2 separate regions of the Canis lupus genome follow, and region 1 is linked to region 2. A link is a contact called in public Hi-C data. All regions are on one chromosome and are shown on one strand. The core of a region is the stretch at or near the end of the contact, and the rest is flanking DNA. Distances in the headings are between cores, read along the strand shown.

Region 1 (5,371 bases), core at 522-3,021, 120 kb after region 2:
CTCCCCAACTGTGCTGAGGGCTACTGTGTGGTTCACCTGGGAGAACATGGAAGGCCGCAGGGATAAGCCCGTAGGCCACCCCCTCCCCAATAAACCCAGCCGAACCTACCCCCAGCAAAGCTCCCTTCCAGCCTGGGATGGGATACTTGCCAGTCTGGCTTCCCCACCATGGAGGAAAAGACGAGCGGCTCTGGGTTAGGGCAGGGGATGGGGACTGGGAGGTTCGGCCTGACTACTTAGACGCCCAGAGAAAAGACAAGCTGGAGATGCGACTACGTACCCGGTCCTTCACTCCTGCCTGGATGTTAAGGGTGGTGGGGCGTCCCCGGGTTCTGGGTCCCTAAACACTTCCACTGGGACCCAATGAGCAGTCAGCCTGGCACTGTGTCTCTGAGTCTTTTCAGGTGCCAAGGAGCCTAGCCCTTTAGGGGGGAGCGAGGGGGTTGCATGTGTAGGTGCAGGGGGATGGTTGGGATGACCTCAGGGGAGTAAGGGCACCAGGAAGGCTCACCTGGAAATGGTTACTCAACCCTTTGTTGACTGTGAGCTTGACACCTTCCATCTGAATGGGAAATAGCTCTGAAGAAGAGACTCGCTGTCACCCTCCACACACATACACACACCCCTACGCAAACACACCGACTCTCATCCCTTCCTTCCCTACCATCCCAGCTCTCCCACCCACAAGCACAGCATCACAAAAGTACCCCAACCAATAAAGAGCCAGTCTAACCAAATCAGGGGCCAGGACCAGGCCTTTCTTTGCCTGCACCCAAATCCCAGTGCCACTGTTTACTACCCATGTGACCCAAGGCAAGTCACTTTAAGTCTCTGTCAAGCTTGTCACCTGTAAGATGTCATCTGTAAGCTCACCACGTGGAGACATTGCAGGGATTTAATGAATTAACTAACGTACACTGAATGCCAGTCAGTCAGCGCCACTTTTGCTATCCTAACTCGTCCAAGCCCAGTTCCAGAAGACTTGGGTTCCACCCCCACTGGACCCTTGTTGACACTGTGACCTTGGGCCTCAGTTTCCTTCCCGATCACGTAAGAAGGCTGGCCTGACGGAACCCCGGGGCTCCTTGAGCTCCCTAAGCCTTTTCTCCACCGCTCTGGCATTTCGTCCCGAGGTTCCACCATTCGATCCCATCGTTCTATGCCCCAAGTCCAATGTTCCACCATTCGATCCTAACGTCAACTCCTAACGCTCTGTTAAATGTTTCCAATGGTCGGTGCCAATTCCCAAGGTCCTCGGAGCGCCCCCCCTCCCCCCGAGATCCGGGCCCTCACACCCCCGCCGGGTCCGTCGCCCCTCACCCTTGCACTTCCGGTGGCACTCCTCGAACGTGCCCGGGTTGGGCAGGCAGCCGCAGGCCCCATCGTCCGCGGTCCCTGCGGCGCTGCCGGCGGCAGCACCGGGGGTCCGTTCCGAACCTCGACCCGCACCGGCCCCAGCGCCCAGACCGCCCCCGAGCGGCGGCAGCGTGAAGCCGGGAGGAGAGGGCGGAGGCGGCGGCAGTCCCACGAGGGCGGGCGCAGGCGGCGGCGGCGGCCCTGCGGGCGGCGAGCTAGCGGCCAAGACGTTCCCCATGGTCGCCTGCAAGGGGAAAGGTCAGAGGGCGAAGGTCAGGGCCCGTGCGCTCGGGGTCCAGTCCCAGCCAAACCCCGCTCTGCTCCGGGCCCCGGTTCTCACTGGCGGCGGCGCCTGCACCCGGCCTGGGCTCCGCTCCCACCCCGTGCGCCACGCGCAACCGAACCCGCTGCCGCCGCCGCCAGCACCGTCGCCCCGCCCCACCTAGCCCATTGGTTCAGCATGCCCTGGGATCCGCCCACCAGCTTCAAGGCCTGGCCGTGCAATTGGAGTCAGGGCTGGGAGTCCCACCCACCTCTTTGGGACGTCCTTTTCTATTGGCTCCCACTCACAGGCAGGTCAAGGCACACACCCCCGCCTCTCCCATTGGCCCGCGGAGACCGCATCTATTGGCTCGCAACGCCGCGGGTTCCGGTGTTCGGCTGCCATTGGTCTGCGCTGCGTACTTTGAAACGCCCACTGACTCGCCGCCTCCGCCCCTTTCCAGAGGGCGCCCTTCTTTCGACTCCGCCCCGCGGCGAAATTGCCACTGTAACTGGCCGGCTTTGGCCCTCGAAGCATCCTGATTGGCTCTCGTGGGTACAGGAGGCCGATCCTGGTGACGTAATCGGTCTGGTACGTTCATTGGCTAACGTGCCAGGGTCGAGGGACACGGGTAAAGGTGCGTTGCGCGGCAGAGGCTGCTAGGCAGCAAGGTCAGGCCTCTAGTCCCACCAGGCACCGCGGCAGCGGGGCAGCGCCGGAGTCCAGAGCCGGCGACCGAAAACCGGAAGTGCTGGCCCTTCCCACAGTGCCTCGGGAGAATCCTAACCGGTTATGTGAACCCAGTCAGGCTGCTTCTTACCCACAATGCCCCTTAGGTGTTTAACGCGACAGTTGCCGTAGACCCACCCCTTTTGTTACCCATCATGCCTTCTGTTCCCCGCCCCCCCTTGCGTCACTGCGGCTTCTATCTTTGGCCCATTCATTGCCGTCCCATTACCCAGCATGCCTCTGCCCCATTCATTTCGGCTTCATTTCCTGCACTACCTTTAGCCGGTTTCTGCCTGTTTGCTTCCATCATCCTTCTAGCGCTTCTTTAATTAGCCGTCGCGTTCTTGGGTCCACTACCCATCATGCCTGCCGGCCCTATTCCTCTATTATCCCTCTGCCTTTGGCTCATTCATTCAGTTCCATTACCCACAATGCCCCGAGCTCCTATTATTCGCAATTTTGCTTTTGGTCTCACCTTACTTGCCATTTATCCTTTAAACCGGAGTCCTGCAGCCTGAATTACTGCCATTTCGGTCTCTGTTCCGTTTATTTCCGTCCATTGCCCATTCGACTGTCGTTCCTTGTCATTAACCACCGTGCCCTGGACTCCTCCCCCTTTCCTTCCATTATCCATCATTGTTTTTGGTTTATGAATTTTTAATTCATTATCCCCTCACTTAATTTAAAAAAAATATCTTTGGCCCTTTTGCTTTTTGCCTGTAACCCACCTTGGCTTCTAGCCTGCCGATTTCCTACAGCTCCAGACGCCCGATTGGTCTCCCATCGTGTCCCCACCCCCACCCCCTTCACATCCCACAGAACACACAAGTTGACATCCGGTCAAAGTATAAACTCAGTTTTTTGTAGGAAATGCTATATTACAAAAGAGTATTGTGTCCCCAGCCTCCAACCCCCCCCCCCCCCCCCCGCGAGATGTTTGGGTTGCATCCCACAGGGCAGGAGTAAAAGGACTCAGTAGTCTTCAAAGTAACAGCAAATTCTTCCTCCAGGGCTGGGGCCGGCAAGGCATACTGCATGAGGCTTACCCCTTCTCATCCTGGGCTAGGGCTTAATTCCCTGTAGACAGGAATTGGGGTAGTGGGGGCTCAGGGAAGGGTCTGGACCCTGAGACTCCTGCCTGCAGGAGGGAGAAGATGGGGAAGCTCTGCCTCAGGCTGGGGTATCCCTTCCCTCTTGCCTTTGGGGAACAGACAGGGTGAGGAGGGGGCTCTGCTGCCTGGAGGGCTCAGGTCTGAGCAGCAGGGTACCCCCAACACCTACCCCAGCAGAACTATTGAGATTTTACTGCCTGAGGACAACTTGGAGGTTTGGGGTCTTTGGGGGGATTTGGGGGGAGTCCGGAGATGACGGCACATGAGAGGTATGATCTAAAGATCACAGATCTTTAGGAATCCTTGGATCAGATGTTGTGCAGGAACATACTCCACCCTCACGTGAGATATGGTTATCAGGTTTCTGTTGTCATGGCTGGTTTCTCTGGGTCAGAGATCATGGATTAGAGGTCATAGTGGAGTCACCAAGGTAGAAGTCACAGATGAGACACATTTTGTTGTTTTTTTTTTTTTGTCTGTTAACTGACGGTGGCCTGGCCAGAGGTCAGGGGGCACTAGATCCCTGGCAGAGAGTTGAAGGATCAAAAAGTGAGAGCTGAGAGGCTAGAGCCATCGCAGCTCACACATACATGGCTCGGGACATGACAAAGCCTTTGCTCTGGTAGGAATCAGAGGGGCTGGAGTAGGACAGGGCATCATAGATGGGGCTGATCTTATCTATATAGTCTTCCTCCTCCTCCTCATCTTCCAAGTCTAGGGAAACCCCTTCCATAGCAGGTGGCCCCGGAGACACCAGCATGGGGGGCCCAAGGCCTGTGGCCCCCAGGAGCAGAGGCCCTGACCGCTCTTCCAGGGTGGGCAACTCATGATATCGAGGCATATCCTAGGGACAGGAAAGGAAAAAGAGCCCAAGGTCATCTCCTGTGCACGATACAGAATCCCGGTCTGCCCCCTTGATCCCCACATCTTGATCATCTCCTTATGCCAACCAGACCTGACCTCATCCCTTGTTGGCCTGGGTGGAAATTACACTGGAGCAATCATACGGCTTGTCCCCAACTCTAAGCCCAGAGCCTGCCAGTCCTGGGCCTCTCCTTTGTCTTTTGATCCCTGACCACAAGCCTTTCTCCATCCACCTCTGGCTTCAATCTTGACTTCCAACTACTTAACTTTAAGCCCTAAAGAGCTCCATGAACCTTGATTTGTCTTAACTTCAATATCTGACCCCTGACATCCAATAGACCACTGAGGGGAATGACAGTTGGTTTTGTCTCAGCTCCAGGCAGGGTATCTGGCAGATGTAGATGTTTAACCCATCTTCACTAAGTGACTGTAAACTCTAACCATATGTCCTTGGACTTTCTCAACCACGATCTCCCCCTACTGAATCCTAAATACATCTCGATGTTCTCCCCTCTGATCAGAGATACAGCGTTGACTTGGAGTTGTGACCTTTAGGGTTTGACCTTTTATGTCTAGAGCTGATCCCTGACCCTTAAACCCAAACCCCAAACCCACCCCTACCCTCCCCTGAGCTCCTACCTGCTCAGCACACGGGATGCCAGCATCAAAGTAGGGGGTCTTGAGTGGGCTGTGCTCTGAGGGCCCAAGAGTGAAGAGCTGAGAGGGCTACAGGGAAGGAAGAGGCAGGTCAGGACCCTCTCACAGTTGGCCTCTCCCCGAGAGTCCCCCCCCTCCTAGCCCCAGCCTCAGTGGGGAAAGGTGGGTGTGTAGGTGGGGGCAGCCCGGGCTCCAGGGGAAGTGCTTACCATCTCTGGCTCCTCCAGCTTCGCCTTGGGGGCTGGTGGCTTGTATGAGGGAGGCCCCTCCAGACTGTTGGGTAGGAGGTAGGTCAAGTGGAGGCTCAGACTGGAGAAACCCTCCTAGCCCAGGACCACTGCACATGCTCTTCCTTCTGCCTGATTTCCCTTTCCACTGCCCCCCCCAACCC
Region 2 (5,195 bases), core at 2,184-4,683:
AGGGCAGGGTGTCTACATGCCCCTTGAGGCCTTTCCTCCCCTAAACCTACCCCAATTACTGCCCTACTAGGAGGAATCTGTTCACAAGCCCAAGCCTGCCCCCAAAGGGGGCCCCTTAATGAGCCCAAGCTCCCTGCCCCTGAGCCCTGAATGAGGCTGGCAGGGCAGAGGCACAGGGGAGGGACCTAGCCTACCTGGGTGGGCTGATCTTGCGGCCCCGGAGTCGCTTTTCCCGGAACTCCCTCCGCTGGCGACGGGAACGTCGGCCCTGGAGAGTTGGGGGGGGGGGGGGGGCACTGTGTTAATGAGGGATGCACCCTCCCTGAGGCAACCCCCACCCCCCACCCTGGCCCGGCTCTCACCGAGTACATGGCCTTTTCTTCCTCAAGGGCCTTGGCGTGCTTGATCGCCTCTGCCTCTTCCTTGTCTTTCCGGAGCATCCTGCAAGGGGAGGGGGGTCACAGTGGAGAAGGGGTGGCCATAGGCAGAACTGTTGCAGGAAGTGAGGAATCCCACACCATCCTGGAGTCTCTCAATCATTCAGCACGATTACTGAGCACCCACTGCACACGGATGCTATTTTACGTACTGGTGATTCACTATTGAAAACAAACAAAAATCTTGGCCCTTGCGGGCTTACGTTCTAGGGAGAAAACAGTGACCAAGGTAATGGGACGAGTAGTACGTTAAACAGTAAAAAGTTAGATGGGAAGATTGACGGCAGAAGGAGGAAGGAAGTGCCAGGGAACATGTAAAAGCTGCTACAGCTTTCAAGAGGGAGGTCAGGGAAGCCACATGGAGAAAAATGACAACTGAGGAGAAACCACAGGGAATAAGTCGCAAAGCCAACACTGCAGTGGCCTGAAGTCTGGTGGAGCCTTAGAGGCTACACAGGGGTGGAGTGTGTGGGTAAGAGGAGGAGAGGACCAGACAGGTAAGGTCTTGTGGCCGTGGTGAGGACTCTGGGTGCCCAAGGAATGGGGCAGTCATGGAGGGTTCTGAGCAGAGGGTGCCATGTTCAGATGGGATCATTCGGATTCAGACCCAATACTCTGTTAACTGGGGCCATTCTCTGTGAGACCTGCATGCACATCAGCAACTGTGAGGGAGTGAGCCAGTGACTGAAGCCTCCTCTCCACCAGAGGGTGCTGTCCACCAGGCCCAGGAACCCGGGGAACTTTTAGGGGTCAGAGGTCCGCAGGTCACACGGAGTTGGGTGCAGCTTCAGTTTCCACACAGGCAAAGCCTGGTCAAAGTACCATCCCATATGCTCTGGAGCCTGTGCATGTGAAGCCGCCGCACGCCGCCCCCCCCCCCCCCCCACATGGGGCTGGGCCTACCAGCACCGAGGAATAAAGCAGCTGTGAGCAACAGGGGTGAGGATGGACACTGGGCCAGAATGGAGGAGCACCAGCCAGCAGGCCTCACCTGACAAAGTCACCATCGGCCATGCCATAGGTCGTGGCCTGCTTGTTGAGATCTGCCACCTGCTCCTGGTTCAGTTCGTCCACATCCACCTCCACGTCTGCACCAAGAGAAAGGCTGTCAGGGGCCAAAGCCAAATGAGAAGACCAGGGATGAGGGGGCAGTGCCCTGAGAGATGGGGGCACGAGGGGATGCCCACCACACTGGAGGCCTCTGCAGGGAGGGAACGAGTCAGCTCATCTCGGCGTCCCCAGGCTGGCACAGGGTTGGCCGGAGGTGAGCGCAACCAACGGCAAGGGGCGTTAGGTGGGGGTGGGGAGGAGATGCAATGCATGAGGACCCAAATGAGCACTGAGATGGACGATCGAGACCAGTGGACTGAGTGATGTACCATGTGTCGATGGGGACGGATGATGGGGGGTGAAGATCTGGGTGAGTCAGAAGTGTTTAGGAGCTAGATGCACTCTGAGAAGGGGATGGATGCCTCACATATGTGTGATAAGCAGCAGCTGGCTGAGCGGATGAGGTTAGACAACTGGAGCTACCAGTATTTGCAGGGAACAGTGAATGGCAGGGTCTGGATGGGGGGAGGTGAGGGATGGCTCTGGACTGAACGAACACATGTTCTCCAGAGGAGAGACAAAAAGAGGGAGACAGAGAGGCTAACCCAAGTAGAAAAGAACGGAAACAGAACCTAGGTGGGGACAATATCATAGAAGTAGTATCCTAAAATGAGAAAGGAGAAATACAGAGAGGGAGGCCAACACAGAGGAGCACGTGAGTAAGACATGGAGGACGGCAGAGGCTGGAGTGCCCTGGAGCAGGGACGGGAGAAATGGGGCTCGTAAGTGCGGGGTGTCCCACAGAGGGTGAGGAACGAGACACGAAAACGATGCCCAGGGACTGCGGGGTGGGAGAGGGCAGAGAGGGGACCCCACCGATGTCGGGGATGACCTCATCTTCGTCCGAGTTGCTCTCCTCCTCTGCTGGTGACTCCTCCTCCTCTGGCTTCTCCACCACCTTCTCTACTTCAGCCACGGTACTGTCCTCATAGGTGTAGCCAATGGAAGCCTTCTTCTCTGCCAGCCTGGGACGGGGGAGCCCATGAGCCAGGAGGGCCACGGGCAGGGTCCAGCCCAGATCCCAAGCCATGAGGGAGGGCACACTGACTCCCCAAGCTCTAGCCTCCCAAGGGTGCTCTTGCCTCCAGGCCCTCACACACACAGTCCCCCAGCCTAGAACCTTCTGCACCTGCCTCCTACCAGCCCTTCCCTCTTCCCCTAAGCTCCAGCTCCAAGGCCTCCAGGAAGTCATTACCTAGGCTGGGTCATGCACCATCCTGAGCTCCTCAGCCCCACCCTTGTTGGGTCATGACTACTGGGGGTCAGGGAGGTCCCAGCGGGGCAGGCTCCCTTCTGTCTTCTAAGCACTTGCTGTTAGCAGACTCGAGGGCAGGACCCAGAGTTATCTTGGGTAACAACGTGACCCAGCTCTGCCCATAACAGGGGAGCAGCCTCAAGCATGTCTGTTGCTGAATTAATTTAGTTAATAGTCCCAAGCACCCTTTGAGTGCCAACCTCATCCTGAAAGTGGGATCATGGGTAAGGATCAGTCATTGAGAAGCTTCCATGGCATCTGTGGAAACTCCAGATGGAAGAAAGGAGTCAGGCTCCTGGACTGCTGTGGGACAGGTGGGCCAAGAGCTGCCCCAGGAGGAAGACAGGGCTACCCCGGCAGAGGGCACAAAGACAGAAGGGAGACTGCCCACCAGCTGCTCCAGGTAAGGCCCCAACTCCCCCCACAGCTTGTTCCTTGAAGGACATGGCCTTGAGAAGCCCCCCTCTGAAGTGACACTTGCTGCTGCTGAACACACACAGGGCAGGCACAGAACCACCTACAAGCTCCATTCACTGCAGGAAGAGAGGACTCCTCCTAGCCCTTGTGGCAGGGGAGCACAACAAAAGTCAGAGAGGGAGTCCTCAAAGGCAGGACTCACCCACGCCTGGGTCGACACAGGCCACCACTTCCTCCTCTAAGTGTTTACTGAGTGCTTACTGTGTACCCAACACTGGCCTTGACTCTGAGAAAACTGAGGTGGATGAGCTAGATGAGGCCGTGCCCTGGTGGGGCTCACAGTCCTCCGGGCTCCCCCACTGCCACCATGCCCCCAGACCCCAACTCACTTCTTCTTCTCATCCTCACTGGGTCTCTGGAGGCCTCCATACAGCTCGTCAATGTAGATCTGGTACAGGCACTGCTCCTCTGAGACTGAAGCAGAGTACGAGACAGAAGGGTCAGAGTGGGGGTGAGGGACACAAGAATGCAGAAGGAAGGAAGACGAGTGCAACCCAAGTTCAGCCAGGGGCAGAGTTGCTGGAGTGCAGATAATCACAAACTGTGTGGGGAGGACACAGCAACTGCAGGACTCGCCATGAGACCATAAAGGGGCTTAACTTCTCTCTGCCTGGTTTCCTTTTCTGTAAAGCAGCTGCCCTGGCAGAGTGAGCACTTGGCACTAGAGCAATGCTCCTATTATCCCTGCAAGGGAGGCCTTTGGTTGGACCCCTCAAAACTACAAACTTCTGACCACTGGATGTCACTGGGACTTCATGGGCCACTCCACCATGTGCCTCTCTGTGGCTCAGTTTCAATTACATGTGTTTGGAGCCATCTGAGCTCTTGTTTACCCACAACACCTAACTTGGGGAGCTCGGCATTGTGTCAGAGCCTTCTCTGATCTTCCCTGCAATTGAACACATGGCCCTGACGGGCTGCGGGATCCTGGGCAAGTCCCCTTCCCTCTGTGGGTCTCAGCTTTTCTATTTGTAAAGTCAAGTTGGAGGGCTGAGTGAACCCAGAGGTGACGGAGCACAGTCCCTTGCTCCAGCAGCCCCACCCCCACCCCCATGTCCTTCCTGGTTCCCAATCATGGTATACAAAGCCTGGGAGAGGGCCTTGCTGGCCTGTCTCACACAAGCTGCCTCACTCTCCTTGCTCCAGCCATACAGGCTGCCTGCCCCCATCCACCCGAAAGATCCCAGCCAACCTCTCCTCACCAGAGTTCCTCTCCACCCTTCTCCAACCCTAGCCTCTGTCAAGCACCTCAGAGAACAGCGCACTGTCTGTTTATAACCCCACCTTCGTTTGCAATCACCACCCACTTTGGGGACATTGTGGTTGCTCCCCGCCCCCCCACGAGACCCTGACCCCAGAGGAGCACCTGCCACACCATAGGTGCTCAGGAATTATCGCAATGCACGAATGCAGGGTCAGACCAAAGGAAGGGAAACTCTGGCTCTATCACCAAGAACCCCCTGGCCTTGGGTGAAAGCAAAAGCAGCAACAGTATCAATGATGATAAATTTCCCTGATTCTAACACCTCACTGATTGCTAGAACTTTGGCAATCTTTGGTTTTAGAGATGCTAAAACACCCATCTTAGAAACAAAGAAATTAGAGAATAGCAAATCCACACCTAGGACTGACTGAACCAGGCTCAGTGCCAGGGCTTCATGTACCCCTCACCGGGCTCTTACAACTACCTTGGGGGAAAGAAACCATCATCACCACCCTTCTCTGGGAGGAGATTGAGACTGGCCAGGCTAAGGGTCTCATGTGGCCTGTCCTCCTTCTAACTCAACAGGGAAACCCTAAGAGGGGAGGTCTCAGTCCTTCTCAGGAGGGGAGCTAAGGCTCAGAGCTGACCATCAGAAGGAAGCAGTGGTTAAGGGCAGGGTGAGAATCCCAGCTTTTTGGACGGTGTTCCCACC

Evidence for each region. A called contact is a pair of places that touch in the nucleus more often than the background predicts.
Region 1: a contact with region 2 is called in a Hi-C map of blood, with 2.6 times the contacts expected there. The contact joins the promoter of TOMM40 here to the enhancer-like site in region 2. A contact is called at or near these places in 3 of 9 Hi-C or Micro-C datasets (amygdala and blood).

Annotation. Positions count from the first base shown.
Region 1 is chr1:111,247,958-111,253,328 of UU_Cfam_GSD_1.0, forward strand. It overlaps TOMM40 (mitochondrial import receptor subunit TOM40 homolog), which reads right to left and starts at 1,772. Exons shown (of 10, transcript XM_038528617.1): 1 at 1,697-1,772; 2 at 1,321-1,600; 3 at 512-579; 4 at 1-36. The coding sequence starts at 1,594. NECTIN2 (nectin-2) reads right to left here. Exons shown (of 9, transcript XM_038528618.1): 7 at 5,190-5,253; 8 at 4,963-5,049; 9 at 3,873-4,303. The coding sequence ends at 4,040.
Region 2 is chr1:111,129,923-111,135,117 of UU_Cfam_GSD_1.0, forward strand. It overlaps LOC476436 (CLK4-associating serine/arginine rich protein), which reads right to left. Exons shown (of 21, transcript XM_038528603.1): 6 at 3,609-3,693; 7 at 2,364-2,512; 8 at 1,429-1,525; 9 at 363-441; 10 at 195-268. Among named protein-coding and RNA genes, the nearest start is that of GEMIN7, 14 kb to the left of the region's middle. Within about 2 kb of position 3,434, at least 1 of the 20 cell types and tissues checked has an H3K27ac peak or open chromatin away from gene starts, as enhancers often do. A contact at or near this core is called in blood, where this site is marked.